Linked DNA regions of Mus musculus: region 1 is linked to region 2. Evidence: chromatin contacts called from public HiChIP or PLAC-seq data. All regions are on one chromosome and are shown on one strand. The core of a region is the stretch at or near the end of the contact, and the rest is flanking DNA. Distances in the headings are between cores, read along the strand shown.

Evidence for each region. HiChIP or PLAC-seq counts read pairs in DNA pulled down with a chosen protein or histone mark.
Region 1: a contact with region 2 is called in an H3K27ac HiChIP or PLAC-seq map of embryonic fibroblasts, with 18 read pairs. The contact joins the promoter of Col12a1 here to the enhancer-like site in region 2. A contact is called at or near these places in 8 of 484 Hi-C or Micro-C datasets (the HL-1 cell line, adipose-derived mesenchymal stem cells, cranial neural crest and 3 more) and 2 of 115 datasets of contacts at active chromatin or transcription factors (embryonic fibroblasts and extraembryonic endoderm stem cells).

What each region holds. Positions count from the first base shown.
Region 1 is chr9:79,716,002-79,720,431 of GRCm38.p6, forward strand. It overlaps Col12a1 (collagen, type XII, alpha 1), which reads right to left and starts at 2,721. Exons shown (of 66, transcript NM_001290308.1): 1 at 2,418-2,721.
Region 2 is chr9:79,647,150-79,651,403 of GRCm38.p6, forward strand. Col12a1 (collagen, type XII, alpha 1) reads right to left here. Exons shown (of 66, transcript NM_001290308.1): 34 at 4,233-4,254; 35 at 2,753-2,895; 36 at 1,512-1,641; 37 at 430-572. Among named protein-coding and RNA genes, the nearest start is that of Col12a1, 69 kb to the right of the region's middle. Within about 2 kb of position 1,677, at least 23 of the 459 cell types and tissues checked have an H3K27ac peak or open chromatin away from gene starts, as enhancers often do. A contact at or near this core is called in the HL-1 cell line and embryonic fibroblasts, where this site is marked.

The DNA.
Region 1 (4,430 bases), core at 1,471-3,970, 70 kb after region 2:
ATGTCTTTAAGATCTGGAATAGATTACAGAGGGATGAGGAAGGCTCAAATGAACCCCAGTTCTTCTGATAACCGTGTCGTTTTCACATCTGATAAAACCTTTACCAAAGATGAGAGGGAACCAACTCTAAAATGCATAATAAAAAGAGACGAAGCCGTAGAAAAAGCAAAATGCCCTTGTCTGTTTCCCAAACATTCTTAGATTGTACAAACCGCAATAATTCTTCCTTGTGTTTAGCTATTTCTTAATGCTGGACGATTATAACTAATACAAGCCCCAGAGGTGAGAAGGTTCTTAATTTTTCCTGCCTTTGCAAATAGATTTCTTCCTTAACGGCAAAGAGTTCCACTCATCCTTTTTACTTTCTCAACACACAGTAGCTGTTTTAGCAGCAGAAAGGACTGCCCTAGTATATTCTATGATCCAATCCAGGAACAAAAGTTACCAGCAATTAGCTGGACTGGGAAGGTGTCTGTGGCCAAATGCAAAAAACAGAACGAGGAGATTCAGAAGTGCACACATAACTTTAAGGCTACACCATAGGCCTCATGACAAATAGCGGGGAGCACTCCCCCATTTGTGTTTGGGAATTCAAAAATAAGCCAAAGGTTGGGCTCTCCTTGAGAAAAAAGGAACTGACAGTCTCCAACCCTGCCTTTCCAAATCATTGGCACGAGGGTTAGGGCAGCTTTCCTCATCCGAGTGTAAATTGCATTTTACATGTCTGATGAGCAGGCAAGCCAAATTGCCCAGAGCTCCTTTTTATGAAGCCAATATTAAAATTTTGGCGCAGCTCTGGGATCTAAGGGGTTTTAGTAATGTCTTCTCCCCCTAATTAACAACAAACCCTTTCCTACATTAGTCAAAATTTGTAAAGATTAAAAAAGCATAAATGCTTCATTGTTGTCGTCACCCGGCCATAACGCTGATATGATAATTTAGAATGCAGTCCGCAGTTGTGCTCACGAAAAGTTAAAGAGTGGTAACCTACCCACAAAAATCGGTGTGCAGTATTTGGGGGGGGGGGGGGTGTTAAAAGGGTGAACAAAAAACTTGAGTTAGTCTAGTCTTAGTCTAGTGCGCCACCTATCGGCTTCCTGTCTCAGCATCAAGAATGAATCACTTCTCTTTGGGGTATCTGATGAATAACTCAGCCATCTCAGCCAGCCAAGAATTCCGTTCGTATACGTTTTAAAGAAAAACTTCTCTCTCCTTCTTAGCCAAAACATTTATCGGAGTGCTTAGCAACACTTCATTGAGCATTCTCAGACATAGATGTCTGAAAGCGGTAGCCCTTACGTGGCAGTAGGATTTCCCTCACTTCCCCTCATGAATGAAAATGAATCAACTGCCCGGAGTGGGGGCACTATGGGAACTGGTCTCTTTCGGACAACTTGCCCCTCCCCCACCCCTTGCTGGAAGGAGCCAACTTCTTAACTCTCTCAATTTAACTTTTTTTTTCAAACGCACACACAGGCACACAAATGTTTCGTGGGCCCATCTAGAGTCCAGGCGTCACCTACGTCTTCTATAAAGGCTACCTAGCCAAGGACGAGCTTAGACTTGTTTCTTCGCCCCCCTCCCCCAATCCTACCCCAGTATTCTTTAGAAGACCCTAACCTTGGAGCTGAGAGGAGGTGTATGCCAAAGATCTGAATTGGTCAGGGGATGGTGGCTGAGGAAGCCAGATGCAGGTCCCATTTGTCAACTGCTCTCAAATGCACTGACTCCACGCACTCTGATCTGTGCACTCAAAGACTGGAGGAGAACCCTCCTCAAAGGTCCCATTGACTGACCCTGGGTAAAACTTAATCCCAGTGCATTCAGGAGGAACCCAAAAAGGAAGTCTCAGAAGCTGCGAGAGCTGGCCTAACCCAGCAGCACTTTGAAAGCAGTGGAGGATGGAGCCAGGGCAGCTCCCCCGAGCATCTGGAGATGCCACTAGCGCCTAGTCTCCCCAAGCTGGAGCGCTTTCCACTGGCCCTCCATGGAATTCTTCGCGGAGCGTACAGTACTTCACTTCGTTTTCTGGCAATGCCTTGAGTCCCTGCTGCAAGCCTGGAGTCCCTGGCAAAGCCACCAGATTATAAAGAGCGACCTATGCAGCCCGTGCACTTCACTGAAAGCGACAGAGACTATAGAGGACATTGCCCTACAGATGGATACACTGAGTCCCACTTGGCACACAAGCAAGCCACCTTTCCTTCTCCCTCCAAAACTCCAAAGAAACCGCCAAACTCCTGTGCCACAGATCTATCTCGGGCACACTAATCAATCGCTTCCAAAGCCAAGCAGCCCCTGCTGGGCATTCTGCCAGCCCCGGGTTAAGGTGCAAGCAAGAAGCCACTTTCCCCAGTTATCTTTGGGAAAGGGCGCGAGGGGTGGGGGTTGGGGTGGGGAACAGAAGCCAGACTGACCTGAGCCGGAGGTGACAGAGGGAGCGGGCGTCCAGCAGCCTGCGCGTGGGACCCCCCGGGCCTGGGAGGGCGCTGCGCTCCGGGAGCACCTGGCGGCCGCCGGTGTGGAAAAGGCGATGGGAGCACCCAGCAGCAGCGCCTAGTGCGCAGAGTGAGCGGAGGCAGGGGGACTGAATGCAGCTGCGGGCGGACGCGTCTGCAGCGGCCGCCTTTGCCGACTGGGAAGAGACTCCGCGCCGCGGGCTACTTAATAGAGGGCTGTTCCCGGCTCTCAGTTTACTCGGTTACGAAACGCCTGAGAAGGTGGAAGGCTGCCACGGGTGATGTATGCTCCTCGGCGGTGAAGGAGGTCTACTTTTGGGAACGTGTGCATACTTCGAGCATTCCTTCGGCGTGAGGTGGCGATCGCCGTAGTAGCAATGCCCCTCCGGGGGCGGGGAGGAGGGAGGGAGAGAGGGGGACAGCCGCAGCCGGGTTCCCTGCCAAGGGAGGCCGCGGACTCCTCCGCTTGGGGCGGGCTAGGGGGCTCGGGTTTCCCTAACCCAACGAGTTTCTTTAATACGTTTATTTTTCTAAAATAAGAACAATGGAGAAGTGGGGAACGGATCTTCGTTTCAGAGCAGCGGGATGGGCATCCCCTTTGTCCCTCACCATTGCATCTCCGGCCGCCACCGTCCCCACGTCCACCTTCCTCCCCCTCTGTCCTGGGTGCACTTAAAACCGATTTACAGGCTTTCCATTAACTAACTGTCTGTGCACGCGGCGGGCCTCTGTCTTTCCCAGTCTCCAAGGCGCGACTTTGAAAACTCCGACAGCCGCCTGCCTGCTCCCGGCTCAGGGCTAGGATGGCTTTCCCAGGCCTGTCTGTCTAACCTAGTTTTTCAGGATAGAGATGGGAGGCTTCGATTCAGTCTGGAGGGAGGGAGAGGAAAGTTATTGGTACCTGGGGGCGGGGGCGGCGGGGGCATCCCAACGGGACACTTAAGAACAAGTTTTATTCTCCTTAGAAATTTCTTGTCAGTTTAAGAGTAAAATCTGGCCCACGTTGGGGCTTCAGGCAGCTCTTCCCTAAAAAATTCCTAGAGGTGAAAAGGACGGAGAGGAGCTCGCTCGGGGACGCTCGCACGCAGGCGCGAGCTACTGAGAAGGCCAACTAGGAGCCGGATACTCCGCCAGCACACGGGCTCTTTTCTGCAGCTCCCCGGTTCCCGGCACTCCACCCCTTGGACGCAGTGGGAGTCTGGCACTTGAAGTTGCCAAATTGTACAAGACGCATGGGATGAAGTGTCCAGTAGTCACACGTTGTTATCCGGAAAGGGCTCGAAGACGGATTCCTACACGCGTTTGTGAGCTCAGAACTCGCTCCGCGAATTTCCCGCCCCTTGAAGCCCAGAGACGTCGCCTCAGCAGGGTTGGGCTAGTGGGTACTGGAAACAGGACAGGGCTCTAGACCCTGGAGTAGACCGCCCCTTGGTAGCAGAAGTTGCGAGCACACCTGACTTAAGCCTTTCTTCCATGCTTGATCTTACCTCTGCAGATTTGACTTCCCTGCTCTAGGCACATTAGTGTTGGAATTGACCAAAACTCTGCACGCTTTTTCCCAGTTCCCTTGCGCCTTGCCCCACGCACGGGCGGCCTCTGGCCAGAGCTAACCAGAGCAAGAGAGGAGCCTGGAAGAAAAGAAACGAGAAAAATGAGAATGGCCACCACCTCTGCACATTCTTGGAGCACGCAGGGCCCACTCAAAGGCCGCTGAGCAACTTGCACAAAGCGCCCACACAATGCGCAGGCTTTTCCCTCATGTCTCCACAGTTCTGGTGTCTGCCTAGACCCTCCAGCCAGGGTGTGAACGCATCTGGAAGATGCAAACACCAATGTATGCGACACAGCTGATCTTTTACATCCCTGTGATGCTCAGAGCCACCCAGGAGCAGCGAGCCCCCTCTTCATGCCTGAAGGGAACTCAGCTTCCAAGCCTGCTCTTCAGCAGGACATGCACATGTAGGGAAAAGC
Region 2 (4,254 bases), core at 427-2,926:
AAAACAGATGTGAGTTTAGAGAAAGTGGACACTAGTACTAAGATACCAAGGGGAAACCATGCAGGGGAATTGGTCTAGAAGGGTAAGATTGGAATAGTCACATCATCTGGATATTAGTTTGGACACTAGTTATGGATTAATGTGTGGCATATTATAGTAGACCTTTTCATGGGAGTCAACAGTTAGAAATGTAGACTAGGACAGTTTTTCAGTCAGTCCTTACAATGGAAATGATCCCCAAATCACTGTTTCACCATGGAAGTTTCAAGCAGGAACTTTCCTGTTGTCCCTACATTAGAGAAAACTACATGAGACCTGTCACATAAGATCCAAGAGCTCAGGAGTAACCGTCTCAAAAAGAAGCTTAATCTCACCCTCCTACCAGGTGAAATGATTGTTTAAATGCCAATCAGTGGGTAGTATACATACATATTCATCAATTGGATCGCCGACAGTAGGAGAGTAGATGATCCTGTATTGCTGAACTGGCCCATCAGCATGGTCCCAGGCTACAGAGAGGCTGTTGGTCGTCTCCCCAAAGACCCGTATGTTCCTTGGTCCACTTCTTGGAACTAGATAAAATACAGTTGGTTTTGCTGCTTACCTGATAGCATTTTTCAGGCCAGCTTACAGGAGGTGCTTACTGGTGCTGAAGTCACCATTCATCATGCTTACTCCCTGTGACGCTGTACACTACCTTCTGTGGTTTTCATGGGACACCACACAGCATGACACGCTCCCTTTCAGAGATATGGTTATGTACTAAACTTTCAACAAGACAGAGCTAGGTTTGCACTGAAATATGCAGCCTGGGAAAGAAAGGGATTGTTTTAACCACTGTAACCATCTCCACTTGAAGTAGAGAGGCTAAGCCTTCACATTTCCAGTGCCTGTTTAGCGATAAAACACACTGCATTAAAAAAAGAAGGGGACAAAGAGGAAAGAACTCTTTTATTTAGACCCCAGATTTTAAGGTTTTACTCTTTTTATTTGTTCTCATTAGATTTTTTAATTTACATTTCAAATGTTATCCCCTTTCCTGGTTTCCCCTAAGAAAACTCCCTTTCCCATCCCTCCTCACACTGCTCACCAACCCACTCACTCCCTCTTCCCTGTTCTGGCATTCCCCTACACTGGGGCATAGAGCCTTCTCAGGACCAAGGGCCTCTCCTCCCATTGATGTCCAACAAGATCATCCTCTGCTATATATGTGGCTGGATCCATGGGTCCCTCCATGTGTACTCTTTGGTTGGTGGTTTAGACCCTGGGAGCTCTGGGGGTAGTGGTTGGTTCATATTGTTGTTAACATTCAAATGAAATTCATTCAGCACAAAAGATAGCTGTGGACACACAGCCTGAGCCTAGAATGTGAATGTGGGAAATCCCAAGAAGGATTACATGCAGACACTACCCTGTTCTGTACCAAGTCCTCGGAGTCCCTCACCTACCACCTACCACCCACCCCTCACTCAGTGACAAGAGATAAAGTGGAAATAGGATGCTTGGCTCACGTGTTCGGCCCTGGCTGGGGCTGGGATTCCCCTCTCCATCTGAGTAGAGAGCCACGATATTCACAGAGTAGGGTGTGTCAGGAATCAACCTCTCCAGATGCACCGTTCGGGTATTCCCTGGCACCACAATCTGAAGGGGAGAAAAATGTGCCAAATTCTGCTGACAGCTAATGCTTGCCAGGTCCTCGGTTAGTCAGCACAATAGTATTTATCGTAAAAGGCTGCGCCCAGGCATGTCAGGAGCCAAGTGCGCTTCTCTGCAAGATCTGCCTCTAGCTCATTATTAGACACAGTTATTCTCAGAAATCCCCCTTACACATTTGCTTCAATTTTCTCCCATTTACATTTCTCATAAAGACTCATAAATGGAATATGTACGTGTATTTGCTCAGAGTAGATTCTAAATGTCACATAAGCATGAGAGAAGGGATCCCATGCTAGTGGCAGAGATATTTGGTGTTAAGGCATTAATTTGGATTAGGGTAAAGTCATTAAGAAAGAAATTATGCCATACCATATAAAAGAACATTAAAATCAATGCTACTCCAGAATACATTCATTGCTTATCATTTTCTTATCTTTGCCCATCATTGCTTACTTTTGCAAAGACTTGTCAGTCCATAAAATTCTTTCCCTTTCAGCATTTTGATGCTATTATTATTCATACCAAGGAACTTCAGATTTGTACGGTATTGGCCTACTCACAAAACAGATCTGAGATTTATCAGGAAGCTAGCTGCAAGTCTCTGACCATACCACCCCAAACATGTCTGTTTGCACCTGACCTTAGATGGTAAACAGCCTGGTTAGCACTTGGATAAGATACTGAAGAGTACTAAAGAGACACTGTAGTTTGTAAGAGCTAATAAATAAATGTGTAATTAAAATATTTTCACAGCAAAGACTGTGTAGTTTCTCAATGTATCTACTATTGAAAGCTCTAGAAACAGTATGTCTCATAGCTAATTCACTTTTTCCCCAAGTTCTTTCCTAAGCAAACTTATAATTACTACATCTGTCATAACTCACAAACACAATCATTTAAATATTATGTACTAACATGTGGGTGGGTTATAAAAGCTCCTAAATGGTACTCAAACATGCAACCATAGTAATCAGGAAACCTAGTCTACATGAGAGGCAGTGACACCATTATTGTTCCCTAGCCAGCTGCTGTGGCAGAAGCCACAACAGAGTTGACAACATTCTTTTCTGAGCTCTAAGACAGCAAAATTACTTACAGATTCTGAGGGTCTTGTACCAGCAACAGGGGAGTACACAATGCGGTACTGCTGCACTGGCCCTGGGGCGGGGTCCCAGCGAACATCAAGGCTGTTGGGCGTAGGGTTATACACTTGGATGTTTCTTGCCAGTCCTCTCACCACTGAGGAAAGGAAAGCCAATGCCCATGTCTCATGTCTGTTTATACGTGTCAAGCTTTTCATCACTTTTTCACAAGTTACACTCTCTGTAATAGGATAAAATCCTATCCACTTTATACTTCTATCTACACACAAAAGTACATGAAAACTCTCCAAATGCAAATTCGACAAAGTTAGCCTTTGCCCAGTCAATGTTGTTTTCAATAAAAGACTATGAGCATGAGCCACAGGCCTGGGCTGGCTATAAAGGAACATGGAATAAGGAGAAGGAAACAGAAGTAGCTGAGTTTCCAGTACAAGTAGTGGGGCCAGAGGAGAGATTTTAATATATATATGTGTGTGTATATATATATACACACACACACATATATTCTGCCTTCTAATATATATATATATATATATATATATATATATATATATATATATATATATATATATATGGTCTGTCTTCTAACCAATGGAAAGAAATAGATTCAGTCAGCTGCTTTCTTTTTCTTTTCTCTTTTAAATTGGATATTTTCTTTATTTACATTTCAAATGTTATCTCCTTTCACCGTTTACCCTGTTCCCAGAAACCCCCTATCCCATCCTCCCTTCTATGAGGGTACTCCTCCACCCACCCACCCTCTCCCACCTTCCCACCCTTGATTCCTCTACACTGGGACATCTATCGAGCCTTCACAGGACCAAGGACCTCTCCTCCCATTGATGCCTCTGTCAGCTGCTTTCAATCATTCATTTTTTTCATTCATTCCTGCCTTATTCAACACTAGCTTGGAATATCTTCTCTGATTAAAAGAAAAGATGAAATGAAGAGACAAGTCAGTTCTCAATTATCTTCCATCAATAAAATTAGGAGATTAAATCTGCTTACTAACCCAAAACTCTAGCTTAACCAACAGCATCATCTCTCTAGATCCCTGATTGTACCCTGGAGGAAACTACCCATGCTTGATGCCCTTCAACCAGCCACAAGTATGCTTTAAAAGTCATAAAGTGTTAAGCATGCACAAAAGGCTAAGCAATATCCAGAGAGACTAGCAAAAGCATTTAAACTGGTTTGACTACATTAATAGTCGATAAAAGCAAATAGCACCAAAAGCAGCAAACCAGAGAAAATCACAACCAAGTGGTAAAGTGAACAGGTTTCAGCAACCTAAGCTATAAAATCCAATGACAAGACCCAACAGGTCGATGCTCAAAAAGGGAGCTGTGGGTCATTTTGATACTTTTAATCTTCTCATTCTGACTTTCTTTCTAATTTTCTTCATTGCTCAATGTGTTCTTTACAGTGGAGATCAATGTCTACAATGGAAAGCCAATTCTGCTTTTTACTCACATGTCCTTCCAGTATCTGATGT